3 separate regions of the Hordeum vulgare genome follow, and all the other regions are linked to region 1. The links are chromatin contacts, called in public Hi-C maps. All regions are on one chromosome and are shown on one strand. The core of a region is the stretch at or near the end of the contact, and the rest is flanking DNA. Distances in the headings are between cores, read along the strand shown. Region 1 holds the start of LOC123401461 (ATP-dependent zinc metalloprotease FTSH 7, chloroplastic). Region 2 holds the start of LOC123406175 (mediator of RNA polymerase II transcription subunit 15a-like). Region 3 holds the start of LOC123406176 (embryogenesis-associated protein EMB8).

Region 1 (2,646 bases), core at 44-2,543:
TTTCTTTCCTCCTTCATTGTAAGTACATCACATGTAGCTAGTTAGCGTATATAAAATCTAGATTGCTGAAACAAACCATACTAAGGGAAATAACATTACAAATTATTCCTCCTTTTCTAAACTAAACACAATCTCCGTCACCATATGTCATATTTCCCCTGTTCCCTATTGACATGTCACTAATGGTCTAAAATGCTATTACTGCAACAATTTTCAAACCAAAATAGTCAAGCATGTAAAACACAGAAAACTTTCAGCTGAAGTTCCTTACCAAGGCTGAATTGAGCATGCCACCGGACCTCCTATCTGGCGACCCAAACTCAACACTATTCTCCACCATCTTCTCATATGGAGTCTTAATGTCCACTGGGCGTGTCGTTGTGAAGACGATTCTCCTTGAAATGGCAGCATTATCAGCAACACCATCTGTTTGTGTTTGTGGCTGCTCCACCACACTGGCCTCAACCTCGGGACGGAGCCGGAACATAACGTGCACCCCATCCACCTCAACCTTTTTCACCTGGTCCTTATCAATGCTCGCCAGGAAGTCGCTGTAGGGGACGCTGATGTAAGTGGTCTGTGGCCTGGGCTCCGAGCCAGGCAACGTGATCTCCGGCCGCAGCATGCGGAGGGCGAATATGGCAAACCCGAGCTGTAGCAGGAGGAACCCCATCTCCCGGCCCTGCACTATGGGCTCCCAGAACCATCGGCCAACACCGCCGCCCTTGACCACCCGCCGGCGCCACTTGTTCTCCCCCCTCTTGGACGAAGAGGGCGGCGAGGGCGGCGTCGCGGCCGCGGTGGTGGTGCTCGTGCCCGCGCTATCACCTCCTTGCTCCGCCGCCGCGTCGCGGTCGCCGTCCCCGGTGGACGAGGCCTCTCCCGACCCGGAGGCGCCGTCGCCGTCGCGCTCGACGTTGGCGCGCGCCGCCGGCGGGCAGCGAATGCGGCGATGGATGAGGGCGAACCCAAGGCCCCGGGGCGGCACCGCGGATAGGCGGACCGACGCGGCGCTGCCTCTGTAAGCAGGTCGCCTGCGGAGGGGGCGGAGGAGCGACCGGGAGGGGGGCACGACGGGGAGCGAGACAAGGGTTTCGGCGGCGGCGGAGGCCATGGGAGAGGGAGGGGAGGCGCGCCCCGAACCCTAGATTCGCGACCGGGGGGACGGGGGCAGCCCGAGGACCTCGCGTGGAGGAATCGATGGGGGGAGGGGGCGGAGTGAGGCGGGGAGATGAGGAACAGACGAAGGCAGAGGACGAGACGAACCGAGACGGGGGAGGGAAGGGTGTCGCCCTTGGTTGGCTGCGCCTGCGTATCTCGCCGTCACGCCGGGCTGTTAATCCGGTTCGGGTAAAATACCTACGGTCACCGAGGGGTACGCGGCGCATTGCTCACTGACGCGTGGGCCCCGTTCATGGGCCGCGTTTCCTTGGGCCCGCTTTCAGTGGAAAGCTGCGGCGTTTCTTGGGTTTCTGTGGCTTATCCGTTCCGTGGAGATATGGCACGCGGCCGGCGGAGAGGGAGGGGGGTTAACGGGATAGCTCCTCCTTGTCAGTGGGAGCAGGGGGCGTGAGTCAGAAGGTGGGGTTACTCCAGATATTTGGCGCGTCGGATGGTGCAGGACGACGAGCTGCCCGTGTCCACATAAACGATGAACGACTGCCGAATTTGGGAGCATATCTTCTACGGCAGAGGAGGAAAAACAAATGGTTTGCTAATTTTGTGTCAAAATCCATTTTTTAGCCCACACTTATCTCCACTCGTGCAGAATAAAAAAATCAATATAAATGCTAAAAAATTCAAAAAAACGGTCGATAACTTTTATGTGTGAGGTCCGTTGTAATTTTTGAATCATTTGAACATCTAAACAGCTTTCGGTAAAAAAGATAAATTTAGAATCACTAAAAAAGTGTATTGTTCATGCATTATTTTGATTCGTTTTTTTTTGCCGAGAGTTGTTTAGATGTTTAAATGATATAAAAATTGGAATGGACCTCATGCATCAAAGTATCTATCAAGAAAAAAAATTAGAAATATTTTAATTTTTTTAGTACTTGATTTGATATATTTTTAACCGGGTGCGGATGTGTCTGAGCACCGAAACGCTGCACTCAATTTTGTATGGATTTTTTTAGCAAACATACACATTCTTTGTGAGTAAGATAAAGAAGTATTTTGTCTGTTTTAAAATAAATGTCTTAATTTTATAGTATTAACTTAAGTAAACAAATATTTAGATTGAGACACTTATTTCATAATGGAGGGGGTACTACTCCTATAACGGAATAACTGCAAACAAGTATAGTCAGTAAGCAAAATTGTAAAACGCTGGAAACATGTGTAAATAGTAACCGTGACTAAATTTACAATCTAATTATACTGGTTTTTTGGGCTTACTAGGTAAGTGCACGGGAGAGCATTAGGCCAACTCCACCGCACGATCCTAAACGGACGTCCGGTTTGGCCGGATTTTGTTCCTTTAAAACGGCAATGGGTTCGCCCACGTCCACCTCTGTCCGTTGGGTCGTGCGTGCGTCTACCGTGCGGCCGCACCCAAATCATGTCCGTGTTGGACTTGATTAAAAAAATAGGAAAACTCAACTAAAAATAAATAAACATAGTTAAAAAACTTAAAACATAATAACA
Region 2 (2,646 bases), core at 60-2,559, 190 kb after region 1:
CCGACCGATTCATCATACATGTGCGTTGTGCTAGAAAAAAAAATCGTTCCTGTCAATGAGGTCTTGTGCTTGTGACGTTATCCAGTTTTATCTGTGGACAGAGTTGCTTAACGCCGGATCCTACACTCGATCAGTTGGACTATTAATCCGCTTATATAGGTAGTACAAGGGGCAAAGCGGCGAATGAGTCGCCCCGGACGCAGTGACCGCTGCTCGTGTAAGGTGTTCCTTTGCTCAAGAACAATGACGTCCCATCTGCAAATAACAACCTAGCTGACGTTTCTTTTTTGTCGATCCAACCCTGTTGTCAAGTTTTGGTAAGCGTTCGCTCGTGATCCGGTCGGCCAGGCAGGCTGAGTATATACGTTGAGTCATCGGGGCGCACCTATGTCAGTACAGTACGTAACGGGAGGCTCGATCCTTGTGGGCGCCTTCTGCAGGCAAAGCTACAGGTCCAAACCAAACCCTGTCTTAACTCGCTACAGTTAACTCCGTACTAGGGACCGTAAGAGCATCTAATGAGATTACCGTACATGCAAGCAAAACGAACGCAACCCCGTGTGTGATAAGCGTGCCAGACCGGACCTGCGGTTCGGATGGCTTGGGCGCCGACACGTCCGCGTCCTCCATAGCTCACGAGCAGCGATTAAGGATGAGCTGTCGCGGGATTTGACGTATGGTTAATGGCGACAGATATGGTGGCCGGGTCAAAGTCGATTGGGCCTGGAAGAGGGAGGGAGGGAGGGTGGGAGGCTCGCTCACACGCGCGACTTCGCCGACGCGTTGTGCGGCGGCTTTGGCATGCGTACGTGGCGGAGAGCGGTGGCGCGGCGGAGGGTCTACGTCCCGCGCGTGGTCCTCGTGCGGGTGGTGCGGCCGTCGATGCATCGGCGGCGCGGGGGACGGCCGCCAGGAGCCCTCGCGCTCCGGCGCGTGGCCGCGCGCCCGCCAACTACTTTAGGGTGCGTTTGGTTATGTTGCGTAGCTAGGTAATAGATCGGATAGCCCATCTAACCAGCTTACATTTTGCCAGCCTTGCCTCGTCAACCAGTTTGGTTGATTTGCTTTACCCACCTTTGTCAAACAAAAAAACCGTTCGCATGATTGAGTCACCGGTTTTCTCGCACGAGAAGTTTGCCGTCGAAGCGAGCCGATTTGGCTCTCCTGAGCTAGCAAGGATTTCCTAGCCCACCCAAGGTAGCTCGCCCACGAAAACTAGAATATTTTAACAGTTCCAAACACCTAGCCTTGCCCGGCAGGGCTATAACTAATTTTGCCAAGGATCCAAAAACCGCTCCCCCTCGCTAACGAGAAATGCTACTGTAACCCTCCCCTATGCTGGAACCGCTCCCGACGTCGCTCGGTGCCGCCCCCGCCCCTGCGCGCTCGCCGCCGCTCCCGACGTCGCTCGGTGCCGCCCCCGCCCCCGCCCCGCCCCACGCGCTCGCCGCCGGCCCCATCCCCTTCGAGATCCGACAAGGACCAACATGCACGAACCACCAACCATGGACGCAAGCTGGAGCGGCGGCGTTAACCTGAACGCCCCTCCGCCCGCCGGAGGCGACTGGCGCGCCGAGCTCCAGCCCGAGGCGCGCAGCAGGGTCGTCAACAAGATGTATGTAGGGACTCTCGCCGATCTACTCTGCTTTCCCCTTCATCTAATCCATATTCATTCGATCCTTCTTCCGCGTCTGCTTTCGGTCTCCCCAGGGAATTTCCCGCGTGTTTGCGGGTCGATTTCCTCGTCGATCCATCCGATAGAGCTTCGATCTAGCCATATATCCTCCTTAGCGGCAGCAAAAGGTCAACTTCCTACTGCACCTGCTCTGCTTTCAGTCCAGCCTAATAATTACAGTACTTCATTTAACTAGCATTGAGTTATGTCTGAACAATTTAGCGCAAGTTTACTCACCAAGAGGTGCAAATTTTTTCATTGCGCACAGCAATTCAGTAGCATGACACACATGTCACAGCTTTTGATCTCCTAGGGGAAACCATGCTACATTAGAATTAGTACTGTGTCGGGATACAATTTTGTTCTGAAACTAGAGTTCCTCGTACGCAGCATGCATGCTTCCCCAAGTGGATATATACTCCTCACACGATCACACGCCATGATCAAATCGATCCCCGCAGCACCTCCTTGGTCTTAGCAACGTCGAAAATTACGCCTTGCCCATAGGAATGGAGCGAGCATATGATTGATTGGGGATTGGAGATCTACCTCAACCGGCTGCTCTTCCCGCTCGTTCCACCTTACTCCACGCCGTTGAAAGCAATGCATGCCAACAAAGTTATTCACATTTTGCATCATACGCGCAAAATGGAATCTCTGAAGAAGCATCTGCCAGTTTTGGTGCCAGAGGGGCTGAACAAGCTTCAAATCATCGTTGTGCGATTCGAAGAGAAGATGTATGCTGCAGCGACCAGCCAGGTAATATAACCTATCTTGGTGGCAACTCGGGGCAGAGCACATTTTATTTATTTTTAGTTATGGAGGTCATACAAGGTTTATGGGTTAGAAATAGAGCATAACCGTTTCCAAATGTCGTACTCCCTCTGATCCAAATTATTTGTGGCAGTTGTGACAATTAATTTGGATCGCAGTAGATGTATTTTCGCCCCGAGTGGCCTCAGAGCCCTTAC
Region 3 (2,646 bases), core at 100-2,599, 150 kb after region 1:
CAAAAGACAGAGCTAGATTTGTCGGCACCTTATGAGCTTTGTTTTGATGCCAGTTTAGAATCGCTGAGATTGATGGTGTGGCTCGAGAGAAGCTGGATGATGGTGAAAGGACGGGCACCGACATGGACAAACCGCTTGTCCTCCTTGACGAAATCGATGGCATCAAACACCCTCTCGTCTTTCCCATCACTGATGCTGTGCTTCCAGATAGAAGCAAATTTACCAAAATCTAGAGTGTGGTAGACGCAGTCTGCCTGAACGGATGGGAACTTGGCGGCATCAACAACCAGGCACTTTTGATGACCGATGAAGATGGCATACCTGCCCATGGTCTCCACAGGCGCAAGGACTTGTTTCTCTGTTGGTTCGATGCCGAGAACCAGAACGCGTCGTTCTCCACCAAAGTTCAGTAGGAAACACCGGACGTCGCCGTGATCTGCAAGAGGGTCGACACAGAAAAACTTGACGGAATGCTCGCATCCGAGCTGCTCCTACGCACCAGAGGGCCCGCCGTTGTCGGATCTGTGCGGGGGCTTCGCCCGGAGCGGACGTCGCCGCGATCTGCAAGAGGGTCGACAGAGAAAAACTTGATGAAATGGTCGCATCTGAGCTGCTCCTACGCACCAAAGGGCCCGCCGTTGTCGGATCTGTGCGGGGGCTTCGCCCGGAGGACGCACACGGACGGCGACGAGGGAGGATGAGAAGGGGAGCATCCGCTGCGCAGGCGAGATGCGCCGGAGTGGTAGAGCTTGGTCATGGGAGGGGAGCGACTCTGCCCAGGGGCTTTTTTACAAAAACAACGAAACGTTTTTTCCACTTACTATAGGACCGCGGGTTGATTTCGAAGGAACAGAAGGACTTTTCTGTAAAAACGCCAGCGACGGACGGCAGAAGCGCTCCACGCTTTATTATTAGGGGAGATATACATGATACTGTTCATCAACCGAGGTCTTAAATTTGTCTTTTTCGTACACGTTGTAATTCATGGTATTTCATTGTAAATTTTTACACACACGTACTCCCTCTGTTCCTAAATATTTGTTGTTAGGGAAAACTAGACTAGTTCTCTCCAACAACAAATATTGTGGTACGGAGGGAGTACATTACATTCTTATGTACATGCATAGTTTTTTCAGGATTTTTTTAAACAGTAAAGTTTTAATTTTGAATTTTTTAAAAAATTCGGCATCCATGAAGGTCGGATCCAAAAGGCCTTACTCTTGCTACTAGGTGATCTTTGATGTTATTTTTGTGTTCTTTCTGCTGCCATGACTATTTTTTTGATTAAAAAAAAGGTAACTCCTCGATCCTCCTTTTCCCCACGTGTCAACGAGCCAACCACAATTCTTACTGGTTCCTGGGTTCCTAGCTGTCCAGACAAGCGAGAAGGCGTATTCCAAACCCGAGTGCACACTGCAGGCGCGAATCTGATGGCCGCGATACAAGCGCCATCCCCATTCGCCGGCACCGCCCGCCGCTACGCCCCTCGCCTCCGCTACCTACTCCTACCAACCACCATGTCGCTCTCCTCCTCCGTCGTCTCCTCCCGAAGCCGCGACCGGGACTGCGCCGACGGGGAGCAGCCTCTCCTCCCGCACTCGAGCCTCGAGATCGCCGGCGCGCGGCGCGGCCTCCTCGCGGGCTTCGAAAGCCTCCGCCGCCCGTACCGCGCCTTCCCCGTCTTCGCATCCAACCGCCACGTCGAGACCATCTTCGCGGCCTTCACGCGCTCGCTCCCCGCCGTGGCATTCCGGCGCGAGTGCCTGCGCACCCCGGACGACGGAGCCGTCGCCCTCGACTGGGTCTCCGGCGACGACCGCACGTTGCCCGGAGATGCACCTGTGCTAATCCTTCTGGTATGGCGTCGCTTTCCTTCTCCTAGTGTTGCAAAGAGGACACAAACAAAGCGTGACATTTTGTTTAGCGTCATGGATGCCACTGCCGGTGACATTTTGACTTTCGCCTTGTGGTCGAAAACCGTGTGTAATTTGCCTGTGTAGAAATGGGAGGATGTGATGCCAGTTTTGATTAGTTCGGGGATGATCTCTCATTTCTGTGTAGGAGGATTAATTGTGCGTTGAGTAGTGCACTCCTGAGATTTTACATCCGGAAGTTCAATTCGTAAATAGATTCATGTAGTCGGGTGAAGAGATCTTAGGTGAAATAGGGGTGTCTACCGGAGCACATGCAGAATGAAATATAGTTTGATTCCAACTGCATATGATATTCCAAGTAGTACCATGGCTAAACATTTATGCAGTGGGCATATATATACTTACAGAGATGACAGGTCAGGCAACAAATACCTGATGAACCATGCAACACATATGAATATCATGATTGCAAATGTTTGACCTTTGTTCCTCACAATGATCTAATCAGGGAAAAAACTCTTCACCTTGGAAATCTCTGCTGGATTTTTCATTTTTACTTCCTGCGTGCGAAGTTTCCCTGTATGTGTTGTGCCAGTTCTATTTCTTAATCTGCTAGTGACATTATTCATCATGGCCATATTAGTATGACATCATTAACTATTCAGGTGTTGGGCGGATTACAACAACAACAACAACAACAACAACAACAAAGCCTTTAGTCCCAAACAAGTTGGAGTAGGCTAGAGCTGAAACCCATAAGTGTTGGGCAGAT

The links. Hi-C and Micro-C count contacts between places; a contact is called where the count stands out from the background.
Region 2: a Hi-C map of seedling shows a contact between it and region 1, with 5 times the contacts expected there. The contact joins the promoter of LOC123406175 here to the promoter of LOC123401461 in region 1. A contact is called at or near these places in 2 of 6 Hi-C or Micro-C datasets (leaf and seedling) and 1 of 1 datasets of contacts at active chromatin or transcription factors (embryo).
Region 3: a contact with region 1 is called in a Hi-C map of leaf, with 5 times the contacts expected there. The contact joins the promoter of LOC123406176 here to the promoter of LOC123401461 in region 1. A contact is called at or near these places in 1 of 6 Hi-C or Micro-C datasets (leaf) and 1 of 1 datasets of contacts at active chromatin or transcription factors (embryo).

The regions. Positions count from the first base shown.
Region 1 is chr6H:401,657,310-401,659,955 of MorexV3_pseudomolecules_assembly, reverse strand. LOC123401461 (ATP-dependent zinc metalloprotease FTSH 7, chloroplastic) reads right to left here and starts at 1,293. Exons shown (of 13, transcript XM_045095286.1): 1 at 272-1,293. The coding sequence starts at 1,114.
Region 2 is chr6H:401,465,338-401,467,983 of MorexV3_pseudomolecules_assembly, reverse strand. LOC123406175 (mediator of RNA polymerase II transcription subunit 15a-like) reads left to right here and starts at 1,309. Exons shown (of 3, transcript XR_006612025.1): 1 at 1,309-1,803.
Region 3 is chr6H:401,508,443-401,511,088 of MorexV3_pseudomolecules_assembly, reverse strand. It overlaps LOC123406176 (embryogenesis-associated protein EMB8), which reads left to right and starts at 1,349. Exons shown (of 9, transcript XM_045099652.1): 1 at 1,349-1,856. The coding sequence starts at 1,431.